3 separate regions of the Hordeum vulgare genome follow, and all the other regions are linked to region 2. A link is a contact called in public Hi-C data. All regions are on one chromosome and are shown on one strand. Each heading gives the region's core, a stretch centred on a gene start, on an enhancer-like site or on the middle of the called end of the contact. The rest is flanking DNA. Distances are from core to core; before and after follow the strand shown.

What was found. Hi-C and Micro-C count contacts between places; a contact is called where the count stands out from the background.
Region 1: a Hi-C map of leaf shows a contact between it and region 2, with 1.9 times the contacts expected there. The contact joins the promoter of LOC123412413 here to the promoter of LOC123407450 in region 2. A contact is called at or near these places in 3 of 6 Hi-C or Micro-C datasets (leaf and seedling) and 1 of 1 datasets of contacts at active chromatin or transcription factors (embryo).
Region 3: a contact with region 2 is called in a Hi-C map of leaf, with 6 times the contacts expected there. The contact joins the promoter of LOC123407336 here to the promoter of LOC123407450 in region 2. A contact is called at or near these places in 3 of 6 Hi-C or Micro-C datasets (leaf and seedling).

The regions. Positions count from the first base shown.
Region 1 is chr7H:620,551,668-620,556,184 of MorexV3_pseudomolecules_assembly, forward strand. It overlaps LOC123412413 (cold-responsive protein kinase 1-like), which reads left to right and starts at 2,365. Exons shown (of 11, transcript XM_045105353.1): 1 at 2,365-2,442.
Region 2 is chr7H:620,684,374-620,688,683 of MorexV3_pseudomolecules_assembly, forward strand. It overlaps LOC123407450 (mediator of RNA polymerase II transcription subunit 15a-like), which reads left to right and starts at 2,102. Exons shown (of 10, transcript XM_045100587.1): 1 at 2,102-2,308; 2 at 2,966-3,077; 3 at 4,170-4,272. The coding sequence starts at 2,169.
Region 3 is chr7H:620,449,442-620,453,860 of MorexV3_pseudomolecules_assembly, forward strand. LOC123407336 (transcription factor GTE8-like) reads right to left here and starts at 3,121. Exons shown (of 10, transcript XM_045100449.1): 1 at 2,671-3,121; 2 at 439-1,202; 3 at 284-341; 4 at 132-196; 5 at 1-13. The coding sequence starts at 1,143.

The sequences.
Region 1 (4,517 bases), core at 1,115-3,614, 130 kb before region 2:
GAAAGAAGAAAAGGGATGGAGAGAACGTCACATCCAGCGAATGGATAAGGTCAAGGAGGGATAGCAACACTAGTGGCGCGTCGCACGCGTGCGAGCGAGAGTGACTCACTGAGTGCTCGGTTAGTCATCCCATCACAATCATTTACCTAGTGTTTTCATGGGATCGTGATTTTGTGTGATCCTAATTTGCGCTATTAGTGGGAATCCTAATTTGTGTGTGGATATGGGGTAGGCAAGTGCTCACATAATAATTTTTCCTTCATGGTAGCAGTTTCCATACTTAATGTGGACCTAGAGTACGTTTGTAGTTTTGTAGGCAAAAAATTCATGTTGAAGCCAAGAATTGAACTCAAGACTTTAACACTAACCCTTGGCCAACTCCCCCTATTCGGTTCATGTCAAGTTAAAAGAAAATATCAGTATTTGACAATTTATCTCTTCTTATTAGTGCATAATTATTGATTTCAAACATTGTTTCAAATATACCCCGATAACTCTCTATTTAATCAACATGGTAATTTACGCACCACAAACCAATAACATACGTACAAGCACCATATTAACTTTCACTTGGGGAGTTGTTGGAATATACACTCGTAACTTATACATACTCGCATGGTAGTTCATGAACAATGAACCTGATAACTTACGTATAAACATTGTACTTACTGTCACCCCAAAAAAGAAATATTTAAACATACCATGTGGTTACCCGCAAAATAAGGAAAAGTACGACAGTAACTTTCATGTAAATAGCATGCTAATTTAAGCACTGCAGACATGATAACTTACGTGCAAACCATGGTAGCTTTGATCCGGGGAAAATAAGTTTTTGAAACATACCCAGTAACTTCTGTGTAACTAGTATGCATAGTAACACACTGTATACTTGATAACTTACACCATGGTAACTTTGATCGGAGATTCTTTTTTTGTTGAAACATGTCCCCATTAACTTATGTGTAAATAACATGGTAATCTAGGAACTTCAAATCTGATAACTTGCGTTCAAACAGTGTGGTAACTTCCACCAGGGGGTAAAAAGTTGTTGAAACATACTCCAATAACCTATGTGTAAAGTTACCAGTCCTCTCATGCTATGGTTACCCGTTTTATCATGCTATAGCTACCAGACGGCTCATGTTGAAGCTATCAGGATGCTCATGTCATAGTTATGATGCTGCTCATGCCAAAGTTATCAAGGCAAAAATTAACTTTTTTGCTGATATGGTAGGATGAAGAAGGGCAAATACCCTTTTTTATGTATGGTGGACAACAAATAAGGATGGTTGAGTTGGTTATTTGTCTAGTAGCTATTCAATAGACATGCGTTTAATTCCTCCTTCTACCTCTTTATTTCTTTTTCATATTTCTTTTGTGACAAGAAAGGAATGCATCCAAGACCCAAGTGGTTCAGTGTTGGCACATGTCATTTTCGGGAGAAGGGAGAAAATCAGTTGGCATGCATGCGCATGCGCCGGACATAGGATAGCGATCGGGTAGAGGACCAGTCATTTGTATTTGTCCCTGTAATTGGAACGATCACCAGTTAGTACGGTCCAATAAGAAAAGAGTGACTTGCATTGACTCCAAGGATATTGCTGCGACTGTTCTACCTCCACCAAATGCCATGATCTTTGCACTACAAATTAATAAATTTTTAACTGGTGCTGCGATCATCCGTCGTTGATGTCTTCTTCCACCTCCACCCAATACCATGATCTTTGCACTAGGAATAAATAATTTATTAACTGGCACAACGACCAAGTAGAGTCTCTTCGTATTTCAGGTCAAAATTTGATCACAAATTTAACTTGGAAAATATGATTTATATGTAACAAAAAGTAGTGCCATTGGTAACTACTTTCAAATATATGAATCCAACAATATTTGTTTTGGCATATAAATTTGCAGTGAAAATTTGGCCTAAAATACGACGAAGACTAATAAACCCGAACAGAAGAAGTGCATTTTTTTCTTAATCAGGCATAAAAGAAGTCGCCAACTCAATTTGATCTCGATAGGAATATTCCCTTCTTTCCGGTTCACGTGTATCCCGAGATCAATAATTTACCATTGTTATAGAAAGCTAGAATATCCAGTACTGTTATGGAAATCTAGAATGTTGACAAATCTTAGCGCTCAAGTACTAGTTTCTAGAATGCCCAGTGTTACAAAAAGTAACAATTGTGATAAGGATGATGCATCATGCACTGCTAAAAGGACCTTATCTTTCTATAACGGTAAGTCTTTCAGTCCTTTTAATTACATCCAAATTTGGACTTAGTCACACACGTGATATCGCCCACACTTAATGGCTCTTTCTATAAGACTATAACCCCAACTAGCTGCTGGTAGGTGGATCCTGTCTCATCTTGCTGTTCCCCTCTTCTTGGATGTTTCTTTAGTAGCAAGCCCCATCATGGCTGATTGAGCCTCCAGGTTAGTACTCCAACCCTTTACTTGTCAAATATTTTTGGTGTCAACTATTACAGTTTGTATATGTTCTTCTAAATTATATCTTGGCACTTCATATCTGAAAAAAATGAAACACAACTTGTAAGTAGGTTTTTAATTATGAACCAGATATGTATTTGTTTACTAGCATGTACATGTGTTTCTTCTACAGTATAAGGCATGCGAAAGCAACAAGATATTCTCCGAGAAAACACTGCAGTACCTTTATTGTTTCCAATGACAAATTTCATTCGAAAAGGTGCTTAAGTGACAGATATTATATGAAACATCATATTTACATATTTTACTTAGAAAAGTGATTGTTCCGTCCAGTGTTATACCCCCCTCCGTCTGAAAATACTTGTTGAAGAAATGGTTGTAATACTTCTCAGAAAAATGAATAAAAATGAATGTATCTAGAACTAAAATACGTCTAGATACATCCATTTCTCCGACAAGTATTTTCGGGGTGAGGGAGTAGAAAGCTAGAATGACTCCGAGGGTTACCAGCTCCAGAGAAGTTCAGCATAATAAAATGGAGACCAAAAAAAGGGAGCGTGCATACTACCCTATGATCAACACTAAACAGGAGAGCATCTTTTTCAGCTCAACTGACATCAATCAGCCAACATCCTCTTGGTCCACCTGATTTGTAACTTTGTAAGGCATATCAGTTTCTGGATCTTAGAGAGCAACGGCACCCTTACCTCCTCCCATTTGAAGAACATGGCGAGGCATAAACCTTGCAATTAAAACCCGAACTACTAGAAAGCTAACACTCCAAGAAAGATGGAAGAATGTGATTAGTTTCTTATCTCAAAAGTGCAGGATCCTCAAGAGTAAAAATTCTATGACCTTGCACAAAATGTGCACGTTTGTCACAAACTTGCAAGGATGAGAAAACATGTCTTGAACCAGCCAGATTGCCTGAGCGGATTACCAGCCTTAGAGAAGTTCAACATACCAAAAACAAAACAAAATAAAAGAGCATGACTACTACTCTATGATCAACACCAAACAAGGGATCATCTTCTCAACAAACTTCCATCAGCTAACACCGTCTCAGTCCACTTGAGTGGTTCGGCACATATAGCAAGATGTGGATCTTCGAGGGCAACAACACCATGATCGCCTCTCTTTTACCGGCACCATGATTTTCCATTGATGGCTTTGTGAAGAACATGTTAAGGAGAAGCATAAACTTTGTGATTAAAACTCCAAGTCCTATAAAGTTTTTTATTTGAGGGAATGCCATCGTGGTGGTTTTTATTTGATATAAAATCAGGATACATCGGATAAAACGGACGAAGGCGTATTATCACCCACAAGCTGAAAGGATTAACTCCAAGAAAGCACTTCCTCCATCCCATATTTACTGTTGCTCAAATGGATGTATCTAGCACTAAAATATGTCTAAATACATCTGTTTCACAACAGTTAATATGGGACGGATGGAGTAATACTTAAGATGTAAAGGGAAAAAGGAAGACTGCAATTAGTTGTCTTATCTGAAAGTTCAGGCTCCTGAATATTGTATATCTAGGGAATGCTTACATTAGCTGCATTTGGAATTGATTTTCGTGGCCGGCTTAGTGGAACAAGTAAAATTCCCATAACTAACTTGATTCCATAGTGAGCACAACAAAGGTCAGAAACCGCCAATAATAAGTCTTCGGTAGAGAGTTGTTTTATTTTTCTCCTACTATTCACAAATCTTATTTTATTTTATTTGAAGTGCACTAAAACAATTATTTTTTACTTATTCATGAATAGTACAAGGCAACAACTTTTTATTTTATGTGCATGTTTAGGAGTTAGCCCAACTATATAGCTAACTTCATGTTTTTTTAGAATAGCTTTATAGAGGACATTGGGCGTTGCCCTAGGGCTTTCTACAGGATTTTGTGCAGGACCTGCCTCGGCCCTTGATTGCGGGTGCATAAGATTTAACATGATACACAAAAATAATCTTGAATAGATTTCTTAAAATGCATAAGTATGCAAAGCATAAACTCAGGCGCCCACTATTGCACTGCACATTTGTGTTTCCTTATTTCATT
Region 2 (4,310 bases), core at 852-3,351:
ACTTCAGTCGAACCGGCCAAGACTAGCCCACCTACCCCTTCCTCCTATATATAGTGGAGGTTTTGAGGGCATCCACCACCTGAAAAGCCACGTGCTACCCTCTCCTCCATAGATCGTCTTCTTCGTCTAGATTAGTTCGGTAGAGCTCGGCAAAGCACTGCCGGATTAGTTCACCACCACCTCCACCATGCCGTCGTGTTGCCGGAGAACTCATCTACCTCTCCACCCCCTCTTGCTGGATCAAGAAGGTGGAGATCGTTATCGAGCCGTACATGTGCTGGACGCGGAGGTGCCGTCCGTTCGGTACTAGATCATGATTGGATTGCAGGACTGCTTGCGATTTGGATCGCAAAGACGTTCGACTACATCAACCGCGTTTCTTAACGCTTACCGCATAGCGATCTACAAGGGTATGCGGATCCGATATCTCCTCTCGTAGATGGTCATCACCATGGATAGATCTTGTATGTGCGTATGATTTTTTTTGTTTCCCATGCAATGTTACCCAACATATTCCTCTATTTCACTTTCTTTCTTGGTTTTCTCCTCCTGTACAATGAAGTCCAGCCTATTTTTTTTTGCATCTAGTGAAAAAAGAACTTACTAGGAAAAACAATGAAGATGGCGGGTTCCCACTCCTTTGTCCGCTGGACATAAGAGAGGATGTGCAGGGGCCAAGATGGAAGCATGGTAGAACCCTGGGCGATGACAATGCTAGATGCGATAGGGAAGTTCAATGTTATAGTTTTCTCCTTAGTGCACTCTATCTTCACCACGTCTTGAAAACAAAGTTTCTACTATGCTCCTCTACATTTGGTGAAATTTGCCAAGGTTTTGGGTTCTTCCATATGCTCCTCTGCATCTGCATTTTGCTGTTGCTCCTCTGTATTTGAAGTATGGCGTTGCTCCTCTACATTTGTACTATCATGCTGCTCCTTTGCATTTGTGTTACCCTAGTGTTCTTCTAAGTGTTCGTGTCGTTGCTTTGGATGTTCTACCCCATCCGAATAATGTTGTTGCTCCTCTGAATTTTGTTGTTGCTCTTCTCCATTTGAATGTTGTTGCTCCTCTGAAATTTCCTGTTGCTATTCTCCATCTGAATTTTCCTGTTGCTCTTCTCCATTTGAGTGTTGTTGCTACTCTTGTGTATACTCATCCTCTTAGCCACTACGGCTCCTCCCCGGAAAAACTACCGAGGCCTTGCAATAAATGGCCACCATACATGCATCCGTGATATGATGGGAGCATAGTTGGCCACACTAACCAAAATCAACAACCCCATACATTGCATAGTTAAACTAATATGGAGCCAGAGACTACAAGATCACCAAACACTCCAAAATCACAACCTAAAACTTAAGAAAAGGAGAGGTGTCGGGTTACATGTATGGGCATCCATCTCCGATGTTTGAACCCTTGTTGCTTCGCTGTCCAATGTACAGTTCATGCCACCAATCATCATCCTTCGACCTTATCACCGTCGTCGAATCGAGGAAACCGCATCGGGGAAGGGAGGCGAAGAGAAGAGGAGGAAAAGGAAAGCTTCGCCTCAATCTCCGTCTAATCTTTCTTTAGATGAGCTCTGTTCAATCAGAACGAAAATCAAATACTAATAAAAGACACCCATCCACACTCATCAAGTTTAGAAACCGAGTGTAGTTCAAACGGTTAGGTTTATCGTCGTGAAACCAACCCATCGGGATTCAAGTTTTTCGAATTACCTCAGATCGTTTGACAACATGGGTTCGAAGGAAGGAAAACGTCCTCATTGACTGATCGAGCATCTACGATGATTTTAAAATCTTAAAATAATGTGCGGGCTCGTCGGCGTACGTGGCGCCAGCGTGGGCCTCCGAACTGAAAACCGAAGCACGCTTATTGTGTTTGTGTTTGTGTCTGTTTACTTATTTATTTATTTATATTCAGGTGGGTGGGTTCACTCGATTACTGTTGGCGACCCAAGGCGGCCAAGTCAAGCACACGGCATCACGCAACCCGGCCACGGCGCAAACATCCCTCGCCGCTCGCCGCCGTAGTACTAGTCTGGTTTGTTGTACTACTACGTATATACTCCAAAGGCAGGCAGGCAGGCAGGCGGAGGCTCTCACTTCCTCCATCCCCATCCCCATCCCCTCCAGACCTAAAATCGCCAACCGCCGATCCGGACCATGGACGCCAACTGGCGCCCCACCCAGGGGTCGGATCCCGCGGCCGGCGCCGCTGACCCGACCGCGCCGCCGCCCCCCGCCGCCGGCGACTGGCGCGCGCAGCTCCAGCCCGAGGCGCGCGGCAGGATCGTCAATAAGATGTACGTATGCGGGGCCCTAATCGGTTCCGCTGGATCGGATTCGCTTTCCCCTCCCCTCCCCTCCCCTCCCCTCCCTCCAATCTAATCGTATTACTTCGATCCATTTTTTCCCGGGTTCGAGGAATTTCCCGGTCAATCCTGTCGTCGATCCGTCCGATGTAGCTTTGATCCGTAGCGGCAACCCACGGATTCGCCGTCACACATGAGAGCCCCCAGCTTCTGCGCCGCTCTCTTCTTAATTAATCAGAAATCCCCCGCCGCGGGATTCACCAATCAACCTGCGGCCCAATTACTTTGTTATTAACACAAGTTTATCGATGAAGAAGCGCAAATTTGCCACGGCACAGAATGCCACAGGTTCTATTACCACTGTTCCGGGATGCAATTCTGTTCCAAAACCAGAGTTTCTCGTGTCCTTTCCCAAGGATATTACCATTATTACGCGCATGATCACGAGTGACGACTAAATCGACCCGCGCAACACCTCATTGGTCTTACCAAAGCGAAAGTTACGCCTTCGTTATAGGAATGGAGGGAGAATACGATTGTGAATTGGATATCTATATATCTTGGCTGCTCTGCCTACTCTCGTTCGTTTCACTTTACGTCTCAGATGCAACATGTCTTACTCACATCCTGCACTAAATATGGGTGTAGAACGGAGACCTTGAAGAAGCATCTGCCAGTGTCTGCGCCAGACGGGCTGAACGAACTTCAAAAGATCGCCGTGCGATTCGAAGAGAAGATCTATACTGCAGCAAGCAATCAGGTAATTTAATTACTTCTCTGAGCAGAGCACACCTTAGTTACGGGGGTTTCTTTTAGTTAAACAGTGTTTATGTGCTAATGCCTAATAATAGAGCACAACTGTCTCTAATTGTTGTAGAAGATTTTTTTACATTATTATGTTTGAGTGCCTATATCAGTTTCCCTTTTTTTGTGAAACATTGGGTGAATTTTTTGCTCTCCATCTGCCAAAGTTCAATTACTCTTAGGAACATATCCTGATTTTTCTCATGCTTGAGAGCAAATACAAAATTTCTGTGCTGCCGGGACTCCACCAACTATTTGGAGCACATCACAGTTATTTTACCATTTTCACATTTTATATACATACATAATGTAAGTTAATAAGCTAGTATATTTTTAATATTATGTTACATATAAATGATGGACTGAAACACCAATCCTTATCTTGGTTACCATCGATCACATGTTGAATTTCATACTGTTGTACCTTAAACATCTGCAGTTAGTTACTCCTCCAATTCATGTTTCTATGCCATGTGTTCATGCATCTGAATTTGTTATAGATGAAACAGAAGTATTATTATGTTGCAAGGATAGTACTACCCAAGACCATGGGATACACAGTGGTATACAATAATTTTTTCTCGGACTAATAAAAAAAAAATGAAAAAAGACCTTACTCCCTCCTCTCTGTTTGACCGGGTTCATCTGAGTTTGCCTCTACCTCAGTCTGGTAAAAAAAATCAAATATATTTTTTGGTTGGGGCGTACCAAATCACCCTTCCCATTTCGAATTTTTTTCTGTCTGGCTTATTTGTTGCAAACCTTGGAGCAATCTACAATTCTTCATCATATTGCCTAACTCAGTTATGGTGAATATTTGTTTATTTGAAAAAGTCACTGCCACTATTTTGATTTGGATTTTCTGTTCTTATCACTTCTTTGAGGCAGTGTGTTTTGCTGCTTAGATGACATCATTGAATTCAAATGTGAAAAGGTGAAACACCTTCTGTACTATGCTAAACTGCTAATCACATCAGTACTGTTGGTTGCAAGCCACTGTTACTACTTTGATATAGAACTTTACATCATTTTCTTTTGTATTACTCAGGCTGATTATTTACGGAAGATTTCCCTTAAAATGCTCTCTATGGAGACGAAGACACAACAGCCTCCTGGAAATGCTCAAGTGATTCCAAATCAAAACAACTCCGGTAAGATGCCATACACAGAAAACTGAGTGCTGCACAAT
Region 3 (4,419 bases), core at 1,871-4,370, 230 kb before region 2:
TGTTACCGCTCTCCTAAAGACAGAATACAAGTCTTAGGAGGGACAACTGAGAATTTGCTTCACGAATGATGTGCCATAAGACTAAATATAGAAATGCATCAAACAGAAACAATGGAACTCATTGTCGAAACCTTGGTGCCTGGGATGGAATGGTTTAAAGAACCCTCTTTGCTACCAGCTGCTTGCAAAGATGTCTCTGGATTAAAAAAAGGCACCTATAATCATGACAAAAGAGTATAGCCCAGAAAAAAAGTTTGTGGTACATGATGAAAAGAAGTTACACCGTTCACATCTTTGGATAAGGTCTGCCCCGAGCCACGGACACAAAACTTAATTTTTACCTGTCCATACAACATATAGCAGTACATTAAATCATACTGCCATTAGAAAGACAAAATACCAAATAATCAAGTGAATGAAGGTATCAGGCGGTCTTACTTTGGAGGATATTGCATTTGTCAATGTGTTCTTTGCAGATGAATTTGGGCATGCGGCCAGCCCTCTAGAAACCACTGGCTTTGAATTGACAGCCACATGAGCCTTAATTACCTTCATCGGCAACTGCACTGGCTTCAGATTTCTGTCTATCCATTTTCTTTCATATGATGTCCATTCCGAATTGAACATTATATTCAGCTGTTCAGCTACTGTGTGAACCTGATTTCCAGGAGGATTGTACGTCATTGCATTTGAAAATGTTAGTCTCACATCTGCTGCGAAGTCATCGGTGCTCAAATAACTCTTGTTTGTGAGTTTCTTCTTGACAGTGCCCAAGTCCATTGGATTGCGGATAACATCAAAGTAATCAGGAATGCCAAATAGGTCTGGATCAACCGGTTTATGGAAAAGCCAACCACCTGGGTGATCCATGAGCTTCCCCAGAATATTTCTACAGACCCTTGTCTTGCTCGCATTCATGCTTCCAGCCTTGTTGTTAGAAGATGGTCGGTTCTCAGATGAAGAAATTGACGTCGTCCCAGATTTTTGAGACCGTTTATTTCCCTCAACCTCTGAATCGGTGCCAGAATCTTCCGACCCGCTGCTTATATAAACTGACCTCCGCCTCTTACAGGCTTGCGTGGTCATTGTGTTTGGTTTATTACTTCCTGATTTTGACAAATGAGAAGTAATTTCAGGCTTCATGATGCCCTCTCTGATGGACACACATGGTACATACAGCACAACTTCTCCCTCCCAGTCAGCTGAAAACAGAATATTCAGTCAGAAACAAGCTGCTTAATACGCCAAGATGAAATCATAAGCCAGACAGGAAAAAGAAGACAGAGGAACAGTTTATTTTGACTGAACAGAACTTATGGCAGCATAAATAAAATTAAAATATACGGAGTATGAAATAACAACACCAACAGCTCATACAGACAATTAGTGTTCACTACATTTCTTATTTTCAATAAGGGAAGTAAGAACTCTGAGTCTGGATCAGAATGTGTGCTGAAAGCATGGAGTTAATGCCTCCATAATCTGCTGCAGCTAGTAACACAACAGAAGAGTGAACACGGTAAAGGTAAAATGCATAGAACACACAGGATAATCATCAAATATTCCCAAGTAATAATCACAGTGCATAGACAATTTTCCAAAAAAGGGCAACTTCACGTTCCATTCCACCATACTCCCTCCGTTCCTTTATATAAGGTGTATTTGTTTTTTGATAAAATTCCACAATGTAAGGTGCATTTCTTCTAATTCTTTGTAATTCCATCATTAGCCCTTCAAAAAAAGGGAAGTATCTCTCCCCTGATTGCATGCATCTCTTATTATAAAGAGAAAAAGGAAAGAATCTCTCTCATGATTGTGTGTATCTCTTACTTTCCTAGCCTAAATGATTTTATTGCCTCTAATCAATGATTTGGCCAAGGTTAATTTTGTCTTAACATGTGTATAATTATGCGCCTTGGTCACCGTGCCGGAAATAATACACCTTACATAAAGGAATGGAGGGAGTATTTCCTTTTAAGCTATGTTGCTCCCAAGGGGCAGATACAGATGAAGTTACGCGAAGGTTGCTTTTAAACACTGTCTAAGGGAAGCCAGCCAACGAGGCAATGAGGCTGCTCATGAGCTAGCTAGGAATAGCTTTCAACTTTCCTTATCCTGTGTTCTATGCATGATGCTTTGATCTCCCTAGTTCTATTTTGCAAATGATCGGAAACGGTGTGCGATACGAACCCGACTACCCAGCATACTACGCCGGGGTCTACTACGGATTCCCTGCCGCCTACCGTGATTATGTTGCCACGACGGAGGTGCCATACTACCAAGCAGGGTATTACCCTTACTCGGTTCCATGGTGTTAATTTGTTAATCAATAAGGCCAGCTGAATGGCCTTTGCTGGAAGAAAAAAAAAATCGGATTTTTTTTCTCTTCTCCTAGTAAAAAGGCAAATAAACGGCCTATTGGAGACTCCCCAACATACCCTACAAGCCTCTGGCTATGCTAGAGTGGAAAGCCTAATTAGCGCAAGACATGTACGATTCTATCTAGGGTTAGTGGCCTATTGGGGATCCCCTGACATAATACAACGAGCCCTTATTATCCAATCCCCAATCGAAGGAGCCGCCCCCAAATTACCGACAGCCCCAACCTACTAACCCTAGAATTACAGATCGGACCATCGTGGTGTGCGCGAGAGAGATAAAAGAACCAACCTGAGCGCGTATCCGCCGGGGCGGGCGGAGGGCGGGGCCCCTCGGAATCCTTGGCCCCGGAATGGGAGGCCTCCGCTGGCGTCGCCGAGAGAGGGCCGGAGACCTGCACGCGCGCGGAGGCCCGGGCTCGGCGGCGCGCGGGCTCTGCGTCGGGGCAGGGCGTCGGGGGCCGGCGGCGGGACAGGACAGCGGGGGACGGAGGCGGGAGGATGGGGCCGGCGGAAGGCGGGGAATTTGGGCGCGGGCGCGGGGCGTGGGGAGCGGTGGCTGGTCGGACGCGGGGGCAGAGGAGCGGCGGGGGCGAGCGGATGGGGGCGGAGGCGGAGGCGGGGGGGGAGGGGGGCCGCCGGAAGGCGGCGTGGTAGGGGAACGGCGGCGACGGAGGAACCCTAGAAAGAGAGCTTTTTTTTTCTTTTTGGTGCGAGAGAGAGAGAAGAGAAGGAGACAGGCTGCTCCGGGAGAGTCGGGGAGAAGGGCCGGCTCGTTTCGTGGATGGAGTGGCATTATCGGCGTAAATACGGCCTCGTTTCAGGGGTTATTATTGAATTATTATTATTACACCACAACTAGCGATTTTTTTTTTTGATATATATACGGACTTCTCCCGGGGCTTTTATTTTTAGTCCGGCCTCTCTTTATGAAAAAGGTGGCGTGGCGACACCAAGACGTGAAAGAAATTTCAGTTCTTTTTCGGTCCGTGCTGCTAAAACCAGGGAGTCGTCGAAAGAAAAAAAAAAACAGCCCCGATCTCAATGTCATTGTCGGGTCTCAAGCGACTCATTGATATGACAAACAAACACGGGTGCAGGTACATGTAAAGCTTTGCTCTAAGACGAGAGCCTGAATGTGTTATGTGGAGTTTATTTTCATTCTTCTTCGGCAACGATCATTACCATGGGATCCCGGTTGGCGGCATGGGATTAGCTCGATGGGCGTTGCTTATTTTTCTTGCTATTCAGGCATATTTGCTTCTTGTCTGTATTCGATTGTGTAAATATGCTCTGAAGGCAAAAATAAAATAGTTATTATTATACTTCCTCCGTCTTAAAATAAGTGTCTCAAACTTAGTATAATTTTGTACTTGAGGTAGTACAAAGTTGAGACATTTATTTTAGGATGGAGGAGGTATTTCTTTATTCAAGATAATCGTTTATTATCCATTATATAATTGTATTGATTAGAAACTCAGATACATGTGTGGATACATAGACAACACGCTGTCCCTATTGAGCCTCCAATGAAATAGCTCGTTGATCAAAGATGGTCAAGGTTTCCTGGCCATAGGCATGAGTTGTCATTTGATAACGGGATCGCATCATTGGTAGAATGATGTGATGGACAAGACCCGAACTATGAATGTAGCATATGATCGTGTAAGTTTATTGCTACTGTTTTTCTACATGTCAACTATGTGTTCGTATGACCATGAGATCATGAAACTCCCGGACACCAGAGGAATGCCTTGTGTACTGAATCAAACATCACAACGTAACTGGGTGACTATAAAGGTGCTCTACAGGTATCTCCGAGGGAGTATGTTGGGTTGGCATGGATCGAGACTGGGTTTTTGTCATTCCGTATGACGGAGAGGTATCTCTAGGGCCCACTTGGTAATACAAACATCACAAGAAGCTTGCAAGCAATGTGACTAAGGAGTTAGCCACGGGATCTTGTATTACGAAACGAGTAAAGAGACTTGTCGGCAATGAGATTGAACTAGGTATGGAGATACCAATGATCGAATCTCGG